2 separate regions of the Mus musculus genome follow, and region 1 is linked to region 2. Evidence: chromatin contacts called from public Hi-C data. All regions are on one chromosome and are shown on one strand. Each heading gives the region's core, a stretch centred on a gene start, on an enhancer-like site or on the middle of the called end of the contact. The rest is flanking DNA. Distances are from core to core; before and after follow the strand shown.

Region 1 (6,651 bases), core at 1,856-4,355, 520 kb after region 2:
ACACATGAGGACCGAAGCAGGCTGAGCTCCAATAGATGCTACCCATCAAAGGAGTGAGGAGTGTCGGATTTGGCCCGTGGGCCATGTTTTATAACCCATGCCTTAAAATACTGAAACACTTCAGAGGACAGGTTTTGAAAGAGAACTGCAAGCATTTAACAGAGGTTTATGTCCCTCCTCAGTCTATTTTTTTTTTTAAATTCAGTGCCTTAAATATATACTTTGAAATTTTTAAAATGTCTACTTGTAGCTTCTCTTATTCTTCCTAATGCTAAAATTGGATATTAGGGCCTCAGTGGGCATGATAATAAAAATGCCTGTATTTCAGAAATAACTGAGAAAAATGAATAAAGACTTGACACCATAATCACAGTTAAGATAGATCTGCCAGATGATCATGGTGACACATAGATGGAATCCCATTACTTGAGAGGCTGACTCCGGAATATGAAGAGTTTAAAACCAGCTTGAACCACATAGTAGGGCTCTTCATCAAGTGTGTACTGAATATTTAATGAAGGTTCATATCATTTCATGGGTTTTAACCTTTTTCTTCACATACTGTGATTATTAAGATGAATGTTCACCCCTCCCGAAGGCACTTTGGTATGTGCTTGAGCTAATGCTCTAGTGCTGTGATGGGCAGCATGACCAGGGCAACTCTTGTAAAAGAAAGCATCTAATAGCAAGCTTTTGGACAGCTTCAGGCTTAGTCCATTATCACTGTGACCAGGGAACATGGTGACAGGCAGGCATGGTGCTGGAAAAGTAGCTTAGAGTTACATCGTGACCTGCCAGCACAGAGAGAAGATGTAGCCTGGCATGGGCTTTTGGAACCTCAAAGCCCACTCCTAGTGACATACTTCCTCCAACAAGGCCACATCTCCTAATCCTTCTAATCCTACAGAAGAGTTAAACATTCTTTGGTGACTAAGCATTCAAATATATGAACCTGTCGGGCCCTTATTATTCAAACCACTGCAGCATTTCTCCCTCAAAGCACTACCCTGCTGCACTGAACACACTGGCATAGTGTTCCCTCTGTTAATCCCTCAATAGCTTCCTTTAACCACATCCAAAGCTGAAACAGTATGAATCATATATATAACTTAAAAGTTTATAAATGGCCACCTTAAAATGCATAAATAAGCAGGTAAGGTTAATTTTAATAGCTCACTGTCAGTGTATGAATTTTTATCAGGAATATTTTCTCATTCTGCTTCCTGTCTCTGGTGTGACTGATAGCTAATGTCTGTTTGCTGAGAGGAGTGTAAGAAAGATGAAGATGAGTTACCAAAAAAAATTGTACTAAATTAGTCTCTTGAAATGTGATGTGTTAAATCTCACAAAGTGGGATTTGTAGTTCTATGGCCTTTAGCGGTAGAATAGGAACCCTCGGGTCTCTTTGTCTTTAGATGTAGCCATCCATCCAGAATGGCTGACTGCTGGCTTTCTTTTTAAAGATCTCTAAGGACTGTGGATTCAGAAGCCTGACTTAATATAACCTTGTTCGGTACTGAATAAATCTGATAGCTACAGATTTCTTCCCTGGCAGTGTTAATAATCCCTTGCTGTAACATAAGACTTCTCCACTGTGTCCTCCAGTGGACAGACAACAGTTGGTAAGCATTAATCAAATGGTATGCATTAGCAGTAACTTGTAATAATTCTTGTATAATTCTTTGAATTATATAATATTTAAATTTCTATATCATAACATATTTAAAGTTTCTTTATAAAAGAAAGTAGGAGGTCAGTAATGTGTTTGCTCTTCAAGCTTGTTAGATGTTCTGCCATCTATATGATGTTATAAATAACAGTAAGGGAACTTTTAGTCTGTCAGGAATCACTGAGAGGCCTTAGTTGCTAAAAGCAACTTATATGCTCTTAGTTTAGCTTTACTTTAGGCAGTACTTAAGAACTTGGTGAGCCTTCCTCCTCATGTCACTCCTGCCGCTTGCTTGAGTGCCCAGCTGTATGCACTGAGACAGCTCTGCTGCAAGAACAGCTGGAATTCAGGTTGTGTCTGTTGGGCAGCATCTTCTGTTTTCAGTGTGCTGCCAATGTCATAACATTGTTTCAAGAATTACCTGAAACAAATGTGCCTAAAGTATGTGTGGGCAGGGAGTATCTGGGATTAGTATAGCTGTTACTGTGATTGCCACTTCAAGCCTTCTCTGAACAATGAACCTAAGGTGGCACTGTCAACATCCAGAGCCAAGAGCTGGGCTCTTCAGAAACTTAAAAATTAGTGAAGACGCAGAGCTTAAAGTTATCAGCTGATACCAAGTGAAATGCTGCATTTGGTATTATGGAATGTGGCACCTCTGACCTTGCCCAGAGGAAAGATACAACCAAGCAAGGAATGTTTTGTAAAGGAGACAAAGCTACTAACTCAACAGGAAGACGTTTATTTATTGATCATTTTCTTCAGCTCTTGCATGCTTATCGCATGGCAGTTGCTCTTCCAGGAGGTGGGAGATTAGTCAGTAGCAGAAGGGAAATGCCTGCCTCACATTGTTCTTTATCCCGGTGGAGTCACGATCCTGTGGGCTGCAAGGGCAGGTTAGAAGAGTACCAGAAGCTGGTGGAGCCAGGGCAAGGAAGTCAACTTTCCTTAGGCCCCCGAGGATGCCAGACCACAAGACAAAGCCTAGCTGCCCCCTTTCTTAGACAGAAGTCCCTGGAGTCCACCCAAGGTGACGTTGTCATCCCAACAGCCTCAGTGAGTACATGGTGCAGAGGTGCATTGACTGATGACAAGGGAGAATCTGCATCCCTACTACACAACCTGCCTACCTCATGTGCAGAGGGTATGGACGTCTTTGCTGGAAAGGAAGGTTTTTTCTCTTGGAAATAGATTGTTAATTTGCAGTTGACAATACAAGAGAAGTTGGTACTCCCCTGGCCTTCTTTTCAGAGTCTTCCTCTTAAGTAGAGAAAGGTATTATTATGACGATGTATAAACAGTGCTCAGGATTTGATAGTGTGATTCACAGAACAAAAGCTACCATCTTAATTCTGACAAGTCAACATCAGCCACAGCAATGCCAAGTAACAGCATGACCCCTTTTATATTGTTTGTTGAGGTTGAGTGACTAAGTCCAAAAAGCTATGTCTCACCAATTTCAAGTGGCTCAGACTCAGAGTGAGTCAGAGACCGTGGGTGTCATTGATGGAGGTGGGATCTTGGATGGGAGCAGAGCAAGGGAAACAAAATTGACTTGGGACCATGAGCTACAGACTCTTAATAATTCATTTTACAAACTGAGAAGAGTACTGTAGAGCTATTCTTCAGAGTTACTTAGGACAGTTCTATGCCAAACCTGTCTTAGCCTTTTTTAAAAAATAAGATTCATTCATTTATGTATATAGGTGTTCTGCCTGCATGTACATTTGCACACCAGAAGAGGATGTCAGATCCCATGGTGACAGATGAGTGTGAGCCACCATACAGATGCTGGGAATCTAAAGTGCAGAAGAGTGCTCTTAGCAGTTGAGCCATCTCTCTAGCCTGATTAGCTCTTTCTATGATTCCTCACCACTGGGACTCATTCCTTCATCTATCTTCTGCATTTCAGCTTCTACTTTCCCTCTGGGAAACAATCTGCACGCAATTGTGGTTAAAGGGTGTGCAGGACTCTGGTGCTCTGCTGTGTGGCCTGGGCCATCCCCTCCTCCCACAAACCTTCCTAAGCTGAAACTAGAAAAGAACAACTTTATAAGAGAATGTTTTAAAGTGAAAGCACACACATTTTAAGAAGAATATTCTAATTCTGACTTTCCTCCTATGTTTTGGAAATTTCTTGAAAGACAACAACACATTTGTATCACATGTAAAGCAATTAGGGAATGTTTCATTATTGTCAGAGGCATTTTCTTCAGGAAAATAATCCTAAGAATAATGATAGAGTTGAATTGAGCTGGTTAGAGCTTATAGTTTATTTTCATGAACAGATTGTCATCTGATTCTGACAGTAGCCAAGGGAAGCAATTATCACCATTTCCTATGTGAAAGAATACAATTTTAGTGAGAATACATGTGTTTCTGGGCTTTGACCTAGGCTTTCTATCCTCAGGTATGATCCACCCCCCTTTTCCATTTTAATCGTGTTTATGTATTTCATATATCACAATTCTATTTTGGTAATACTGGAAACACATAGGTCTTTAGACCAAGCTTTAACTCAGTTACCACTGTGACATTTGTCTGATACATTCTCAAGAACTTATTATTGTATAATAATTTTGACATCAATATGAAAGTAAAGAAGAATCCTAATATATTTTCAGGTAGTTGGGGCCGTACAACCCAAACTTAATGTTGCAACTTAAACTACTATTTTTCAAAGTCTTCATGTCCTTGGAAACAAATTTTATGTTGTTTTGATTGTGTTTTTTATGAGCAGATCGCCTAGTCTGCTCACTAGGCTCTAGTGAGGGTTTGTAAAGGAAAGATAGAGAAGGAAACCACCAACAGAGACTATGTTTTGTAGGGATGGCTTCTACACAAAAGAATTGCCCATGCCACTTTCAAGACTTTGTGTCTGTGTGTGTCTCTGTGTGTGTGTGTCTGTGTATGTGTGTGTGTGTATATGTGTCTGCCTGTGTGGCTATCTGTGTCTATGTATGTGGGTGTCTATGTGTGTGTGTCTGTGTGTGTGTGTGTGTGTGTGTGTGTGTGTGTGTGTGTGTGTGTGTGTGTGTAGCAAAGGCTGGTCTTTCCCAGCATGGTTATCCGCCAGTGTACCCATACACCTCCCAGTGGATGCTTTCCCTGGGATGTCCTGGAGTTGTCCTGAGGAGTCTGCATGCTGGCCTCTTTCTCTGCACACATCTCTAAAGCCTCTCCTAAGTTGCCACCCTTGGCCTAGCTTTTGGGAAAGGATTAGAGTTAGGATGAGGCTGAGTTCCAACTGGAAAGAATAGAGAGCCCTGGGGGTGGGGACCACAAAATTGTCTGGGGTGAAACCTAGTTCATGAACCCCAATGATGTAATGAGCATCCCATCCACAGAAGGAAGGACTCATATCTAATAGGAAAGTGCCACAGACAAAGATAGGAAGGTGAGTGATGAAGCTCCAGGTGAGACCCATAAAAGATGGTGTCAGAGCTGCCCCTGTGGCTGGGACCTAGCAGAAGATGAGCACAGTCAAGTTTTTTTGTTTTTTATTTTTAACTTGGTTTGGTTTGGTTTGGTTTGGTTTGGTTTGGTTTGGTTTGGTTTTTCCAGACAGGGTTTCTCTGTGTATCCTTGGCTGTCCTAGAACTCACTCTGAAGACCAAGCTGCCCTCAAACTCAAAAGATCCTCCTGCCTCTCGAATGCTGAAATTAACGGCATATGCCACCACCACTGTTTAATCCCACTGCAGTATCTCCCATGTGGACTTAGCACTGCTTGGTAGCTATTGAATTGGTTCACGTTGGAAAGGATGTGACCGAGTGTCCTGAAGGTATACTGAGTACCTTTAAGCCTGGCTCTAACTGATGTGCATGCTTAGTGTTCGCTTGCATCCATACTGCTACCTGGGAACTGGGACAGCGAGTGTCCTCGTGCAGAAAGTGTAGGAAAGAATGTCAGATGAGAAACCAGCACAAAGCATGCAGGAAAAGGAGGAAGCTGAGAGGTGGGGAGTGGCTGTTCTGTTTACTGAGAATGTCTGAGTTACCATGGGTCACTTGCAGGTCTTCAAGACTTACATAGTCCATATGTTTTGTTACTAGTTTTATGTTTCTTGTTGTAAACATTACCAAAGAGAGTAAAAAGATGTTAGAGGAGAAATCTGTGGGTAGGGCAGCAGGGATGTATTCACAGGGTCCAACTTTCAATTACAAGATAGAAAATCCTACATATCTAAGGCATAGCATGGGAGAGGATGGGCATGTAATTACTTTGATTGTGATAATCCTTACACACACAATACATATTAAGTTATGTCACTACTTTCTATCTCCATTGGTTATATTTTTAAATGAAAGAAAAAGAAACAATCACTGAGACTATGGTGTCAACTATCAGCCTTAGGTTAGTTATTCTCCCCTGAATTCAATTTGAGGCAGTAATGTTGCTGCCTCTAAATTAGTCATTCCTCCAGATGCTGTTTCCTTACAGGGTCTCTGCCTGACAGTCACAGATTGGGGCCTGTGGAATCGCTTGCCTGCTCTGAGCAGTTAGTCAGCTGTTAGAGTTGTACTGGAAAGGTAGGAGTGGCCTGAACTATGACAGGTATGTTGTGAGTTCCAGGAAGGATTAAATATTTGAACTCAAGAACTTTAGAAGAAGTGAAATACAAAGCACTAGGAAATGGGGTAAAGGACAGAGATGCACTCAAACAGACACCGAGGGAAGATGGCTGGCATGGCTCAGGCCTAGGACGTCACAGGACCTCAGACCAGGTCCGTAGCAGCACCTGGAGAAAGACATGCTTGAGTATGTGTGCCTGGAAGAGGAAACTTAACGGAATCTAGCTGAAGTGTTGGGGTGAAATCTATAAAAGTGAGACTGGGCAGTGCATATGTGGTCACTAAAGCCACAGGAAAAGATAAGATCTGTAGGTGAGTGAATGTGGAAGCCAGAACAGCATTTAAGGAGGTAAAAGGTGAGCCATTGAAGGTGCCTAATGAGCCTCAGGTCTCCTCTCAGTGTGACC
Region 2 (6,251 bases), core at 2,234-4,733:
CACAGAAGAGGCTATTGGTAAATGTGCAGCCCTGTTGCAGCAGGGACCCCAACATTTTGGAGATGTCAGTTTCATGGGATGACCAGCAAGAAGAGTAGTCATAGTAGAGTGGAGTCAGCTGGAGCCTCCTCCATGTGCATTGAGCAGCACCCCTCTACAGCCCCTGTATCAGCTCCTGCCTTCAGGTTTCTGTCCTGCTTGAGTTTCTGTCTTGACTTCATTCTGTGATGAACAGCAACTTGTTCTGCATGGTTCAGAGAGCAGAGCCAGAGAAGTGACCCAAGCCATTTGTAGAATGGTGAGTAAATCCCAGACATTAGATGTTGCGATATCCATAATGTCGGAGTAAGGTTTTTGTTTTATTTAGATTGTGACTGTGCTCTGCTTATCCCCCTTGGAAGTAAGAAAGCATTTAATTAATTTTATTTTACATGATCCCACAGTTGAGAGACTTTGAATTTTAAAAGACTTTGCCGTTTTTTAAGTATTTGTATTTTTAAGGACTGTAAGTTTTAAAATTTTTGGGATGTTTATATTAATGTGTGATCTTGAAGAAGTAAAGGAAAGAAGGGTTGTGGCTTAATGATGATGTACACGTGTGTCAAGTTGACCAAAGGGTCAATTATGCTGGATGGTTCTGTGTCAGCTTGGCACAGGCTGCAGTTATCTAAAAGGAGGGAGCCTCAGTTAAGAAAATGCCTGCATAGGATCTGGGTGTAGGGCATTTCTTAATTAGTGATTGATGGGATAGGGTTCAGCCCATGGTGGCTGGTGCCAGCCTTGGGCTAGTGGTCCTGGGTTCTATAAGAAAGCAGGCTGAATAAGCCATGAGGAGCAAGCCAGTGATCAGCACCCCTCCATGGCCCCTGTGTCAGCTCCTGCCTTCAGGTTCCTGTCCTGCTTGAGTCCCTATCCTGTCTTCCTTCTGTGATAAACAGTGGTGTGGACCTGAAAGAAGCCAAATAAACACTTTCCTTCCCAAGTTGCTTTGATTGTGGTGCCTGATCACAACAATAGTAACCCTGACTAAGACATCAAGAAGATCTAAATCTCTATTTGAAGGCCATAACGTGTTTTCTCATTAACCTAAAATGTCTAACCTGTCGACTTAAAGGAAGTTAAGGAATACTCAGGATCCAGTACACATGCGTCCACTTTCTCCAATAATAGCAAGCTGCATAGTTTGTATAATTTTCATCCACCTACATGTAAAACTCTATGTGACTTCGTCCCATGTGTGGATTTGTATAAACTACTTTATTTCTTTGGCTGAGTTTGTTTTACATCTGCCTTGTCCCTGTCACCTAGAAACATCAGTCTGCTCTACATCTCTATGACTGTGTCATTTTTAAGAACGGTATGTGAATGTGGTTGTACAGTATTTAGCCATTTGAGGCTGGCTTTCAACTAAGTGTGATTACCTTGTGATCCACCTTGGCTGAGCGTTGTAGAAGTTTATTCTTTTTTATTGCTTACTGGTAGTACATTGGTGTATGGTTCATCTGTTGAAGGACATTAGATTGCCTTTTGTGTTTGGTGATGAAAGTAAAATTGCTGTGAATATTCTATCTAGGTTTTTGTATAAGTATCTTTGGGACAAATGCCCTAAAGTGTGACAGGTGGGTTATAAGGCAGATACATGTTTGGTGTTTGAAGAAACTGCCAAGTTATTTCTTGAAGTTGTTGTATCCTTTTGCACTCTTCCCAGGAATACATGCATGGTGTGTCGTCTCCTTGTGCTGGGACCACTGAGGGCTGCCATTATTCTTTCCCACAGCTGTTCTAGCAATCTTGTGGTGAGCACACTAGGGCTTTACTTTGCGTTTCTGTAACGGCCAACAGTGCTAACAGTCTCTCACTCTGCTTGCTTGCTGGTCTTACCTCGTTCTTGGTAAGCAACTCTTCATTTCATTATACATTTTTAATTGTATATTTACTTTTTCTCCTTCCTTCTCCTTATCTCTTCCTACTCCTTAACTTTTGAGATTTGTATTCAGAATAAAAGTGCTTGTCCCCGTGTGAGGTTCATGTATTCTTCTCCGTCCTATAATCATAACACAATCTTTCACAGAGTAAATGTTTCAGGTGGGTCCTAGTTCATGTTCTTTTGCTGTGATAAAACACTGATCAAAACATCTTGGGGAGGGGAAGGGTTTATTGGGCTTATAGTTACAGTCCACCACCAAGGAACGTCAACAGGGACTCGGCAGGCACCTGGAGGCAGAGACTTACAGACGCTGTGGAGGATGGAGGACCACAGCTAACTGGCCTGTTCTCCATGGCTTGCTCATCTTATGTTCTTATTCAAGACCAGCTACTCCAGGATGGTACTGACTGTAGTCTGCTGGGCACCTCCCACACCCATCGACAACCAAGGAAGAAGTCTACAAGCCAATCTGATTCCTGGGTGGCTTTAATTTCTGTCAAGTTGAAGCAGTCTAACTAGCACATATATTAAGGGAATTAGTCTATGATTATCATATTTCTAGGAAATATCTTTCCTGGCTATGGTACCTTTGTTTCATAGTTTTTCTTTCTATTGTAGCCAATTTGATCATTATTTTAATTCGATGTCCATTTTATATTATACTTTCTCTAAACTGTACAAAATATATTTTTTTCCCAATTTGGCATCTGTAATTTGCTCTTCGATTTTGTTCAGCTGCCTCAAAAAACATAGCTCTTTACAAAAGATTTTTAATCATTGACATTTCAGCGATCCTGTCTTTATGTCACTGCTAATTTGAGATGTTAAAGTTGACCTCTAAAGAGTACACCCAAGTCTTGTGTCTGTCAATACAAAAGCTGACAATGTTGTCTCCCAGAGTAGCGTGCACTCTATATCCGTCCTTCTGCCATTCAAAACCCCATGATAGAACTGGATGTGTATCCCAGTGGTGTGAGGCACGCTGAATTCAATCCTAACTGCGCAGCATCAAACAGCAAATTCTACACAAAAGGGAAGTAAGAAGATGGCATGAAAGATTAAAAAGTATACATAGCTATAGGCAAATAAAAGAGTAAAATTTTATAGAATATTACATATAACTATGAAAATATATTTGAAATGATGAAAGAATTGATTTACTTAGAAAAATATAATTAATCAAAATTGAACAAAGAAATTGAATTGGTCAGTTTTCATGGAGGAAATGGAGATTTGCCATCGCAAAGGGGACTGAGACATGGCACAGCAGTAGTGGAAAAGTGACATCCACTTTACACTGGTAATGAATGGGCAGATCACAAAATAATAAGGTTTGTAAAACCAACTGCCCGGGGTTCCGTTTAATACAGCAGGCCTGCCAAAGCAAAAAGATGAAAGTGGTCGGATGCCTTCTCATTTCTTTTAAGTTAATGACTGTATAATTTTTCTCCAGAGAAAAGATGTTGTATATAGAAATGAACAGATGTGGGTCTGGGGCCCTGGTTCCACTTTGTTTAATTACTGAATTTTATCTGTTTATTCTAGAAGCCTCCAGATGGCAGCATTTTCCTGTGGAAGAGATGCTGGGTGCTTGTGGCTCAGCTCTGCTTTGCTTTCTAACAGCACCCAGGAGTCAGGCTGTCAACAGGAGGAGACAGGAGGAAAGGTGGGAGACATGTTCCAGAATATTCTGAGCTGTTATACTCTAATGTACCATCCACAAAGAACCTTTGTGAGTTGACAGCTTGCATAGGCAGTTCCCCAACAACCATAATAGAAAGAGGGTTTAATTATTTTATATATATAAAGCAATATATATACCCTGTTTTTATATAACAAAATTTATTGATATATGCATATATATATGTATATATCTTATTTTACTTATTCACTTTACATACTGCCCGTTGCCCTTCTTCTGGTCACCTCCTCCCACAATCTTTTACCCCACCCTCCTGAAACAGGTATTTTATTTTGAGTTAAGTTTGTAACACTCTGGTTAGAAAGCTGATTTGTGTGTGTGTGTGTGTGTGTTTTGTTCTTCACATACCACTTGCACAGAAATGATTTTTATTTTTCATATTTTAAACCTTGGGCAGTGAAGAGTCAAGATTGCAATCACGCAGACGCTAACACTCAACCCTTATTAACTGCAATCGTCATGGTGTGGCGACCCCCAACCATAACATTATTTCGTTGCTACTTCCTAACTGTGATTTTGTTGACGTGATGAATCATAATGTAAATATCCAATGTTCGACCCTTGTGAGGAGCCGGGACCCACAGGTTGAGAACCACTGCTGCGGAGCCAGTCCTCGGCGCTCTGCTTATCATGGCATTCTCTGGTCCCAACATCCCGCTTCTCCTCACACCTGGAGTAAACCAGAGGCCTTCGATGCCTCTGAACCATCTGCCCTTCCCGCCCCTCTCAGCATCTTCTGTCACTTTGTTGTAACGCTGCTCTTTCTTCCTTGAATGCAATTATGTCTTTTCTGTGTCAGGATCTTCGCTTCCCAGCACCTCTAGGGTTGTGTGGCTCGCTTACCCATTCAAGTCTTTCAGCTATCATTTTTCAGAGAGTTCTTCCCTGATCACTACCCCCTTCTCTTCATTGTGTCTTTATTCCCCCCATATTAAAATAAAGAAAATATCTGATGCGTTCTCGTGTGTCTTAACCAAACACAATATAAATTCCATGAAAAGATGGGGCTTTTTTTTTCTGTCTTCCTTAATCTATAAAAATGCCCAACATATGCCACATACTAGGTGCTCAATAATGAGTTTGTTGATTGAATGAAAGAACAGAGCAAACTTCAGTCAATTTATATGTCCATTTCATCCGTTTTGATATAGCATGTAGCAAATAGAACACAGAAGCTCAAACTCTGTTGAGAGATAGTAGTAATTGTCAGTACTGGCATCATTTTCTACGTTTTTTTTAATTTTTATTTTGTTCTTTTCATTTCTTACTTTTCTTTTTTTCTTTCCTTTTCCCTTTTTCTTTTCCTTTCTTCCTTCCTTTTTTATTTATTATTTCCTAAGCATATATTTGATTTTAAAAACCACCCCCCCAAGGGTTAAGAGCACAGTCTGCTCTTCCAGAGGTCCTGAGTTCAATTCCCAGCAACCACATGGTGGCTCACAACCATCTGTAATGGATCAGATGCCCTCTTCTGGTGTGTCTGAAGACAGCTATAGTGTACTCACATACATAAAATAAATCTTCAAAAACAAAACAAAAACACCCCCAAGAAATTCCACAAGTCCCTCCCACAGATAGAGCCATGGCAAAGGCTGCTGAGAAGAGAGGAATTGTTCTTGACTAAGAATGAGGTCCCTGATAGATTATCTAGTCCTGTTATTCCTAAACATATAAATATACACTAGACTCGGAGGTGTGTGTGTGTGTGTGTGTGTGTGATAATAATTAAAACAAGAGGCTATGAGGTGTGAGGAAAACCCCCCAACCATAAAAAAAACTTAATAAAAAGTTCTCCCTAAATTTACCAGTGATCATATAAATTATAGCAGCCTGATATCTCTAGCACTTACATAATTAAAAGTGGGATCAGCATCAAATTATCCCATAAGAGATCATTGAAATTAATTCTTAAATGAAGGTAATTTTATTGAGAACTTCTGTAAGTCACTGAAAGAGCTTGTCACGGATGTCAGAAGAGTATCTGCATTAGTAATCCCGGATGATACTTCGTCCTGCAAACAGCTCTCAGGCATAGAAGCTGCAGGCTGGAGAGTGCAAGGTGAGAGTAAATGAAGACTTGAGATCCACTCACTCAGGCTGCATCTCAGCTGCAGTTCAGTTCCTGGTACTGCTACCAGCCGGTCCTCGCCTTGTGAGTGGACTGCATCCTGCATGCACATGTGCAAAGAAAAAGTCCGAGAAATTCTACTAAGTTAAAAGAAATTCATTAAATACTCTTTCCATTTGCATGGATATAGTTATAACCACAGTGCATGAATTCACTAATTAAAGTTTTAATAAAATATTCTATTATAAAGGATATTCGAATAATTTCTTAATTTTTTTCCTTGGTACTAAGAAAAACAATTCCAAGCTGAATTATATTACATATTTTCTTGGAAGAATAATAAAGGACTTAATTTTTCATAGAATCTTACTGAGTACTCCTCTCAGTTTTCTAAATGCCCAATACCTTAACTTTTATTGAAAAAATGATTATGATTATTTTGTTCATACTTATAAAATAATAACTTTAATCTGTTATTCTATAATGTCCTAAGCACTATGCTGAGCGTATTCAAATTACTTGACAAATATTCCTGGGCTAGGCTTGGAAGCTGG

What was found. A called contact is a pair of places that touch in the nucleus more often than the background predicts.
Region 1: a Hi-C map of embryonic fibroblasts shows a contact between it and region 2, with 2.8 times the contacts expected there. The contact joins two enhancer-like sites. A contact is called at or near these places in 1 of 15 datasets of contacts at CTCF or cohesin (the NIH/3T3 cell line), 2 of 484 Hi-C or Micro-C datasets (both in embryonic fibroblasts) and 1 of 115 datasets of contacts at active chromatin or transcription factors (the NIH/3T3 cell line).

The regions. Positions count from the first base shown.
Region 1 is chr17:64,090,811-64,097,461 of GRCm38.p6, forward strand. All of the region lies in intron 16 of Fer (fer (fms/fps related) protein kinase), which reads left to right. Among named protein-coding and RNA genes, the nearest start is that of Gm46590, 39 kb to the right of the region's middle. Within about 2 kb of position 3,106, at least 37 of the 459 cell types and tissues checked have an H3K27ac peak or open chromatin away from gene starts, as enhancers often do. A contact at or near this core is called in embryonic fibroblasts, where this site is marked.
Region 2 is chr17:63,572,283-63,578,533 of GRCm38.p6, forward strand. No RefSeq gene overlaps it. Among named protein-coding and RNA genes, the nearest start is that of Fbxl17, 75 kb to the left of the region's middle. Within about 2 kb of position 3,484, at least 5 of the 459 cell types and tissues checked have an H3K27ac peak or open chromatin away from gene starts, as enhancers often do. A contact at or near this core is called in embryonic fibroblasts, where this site is marked.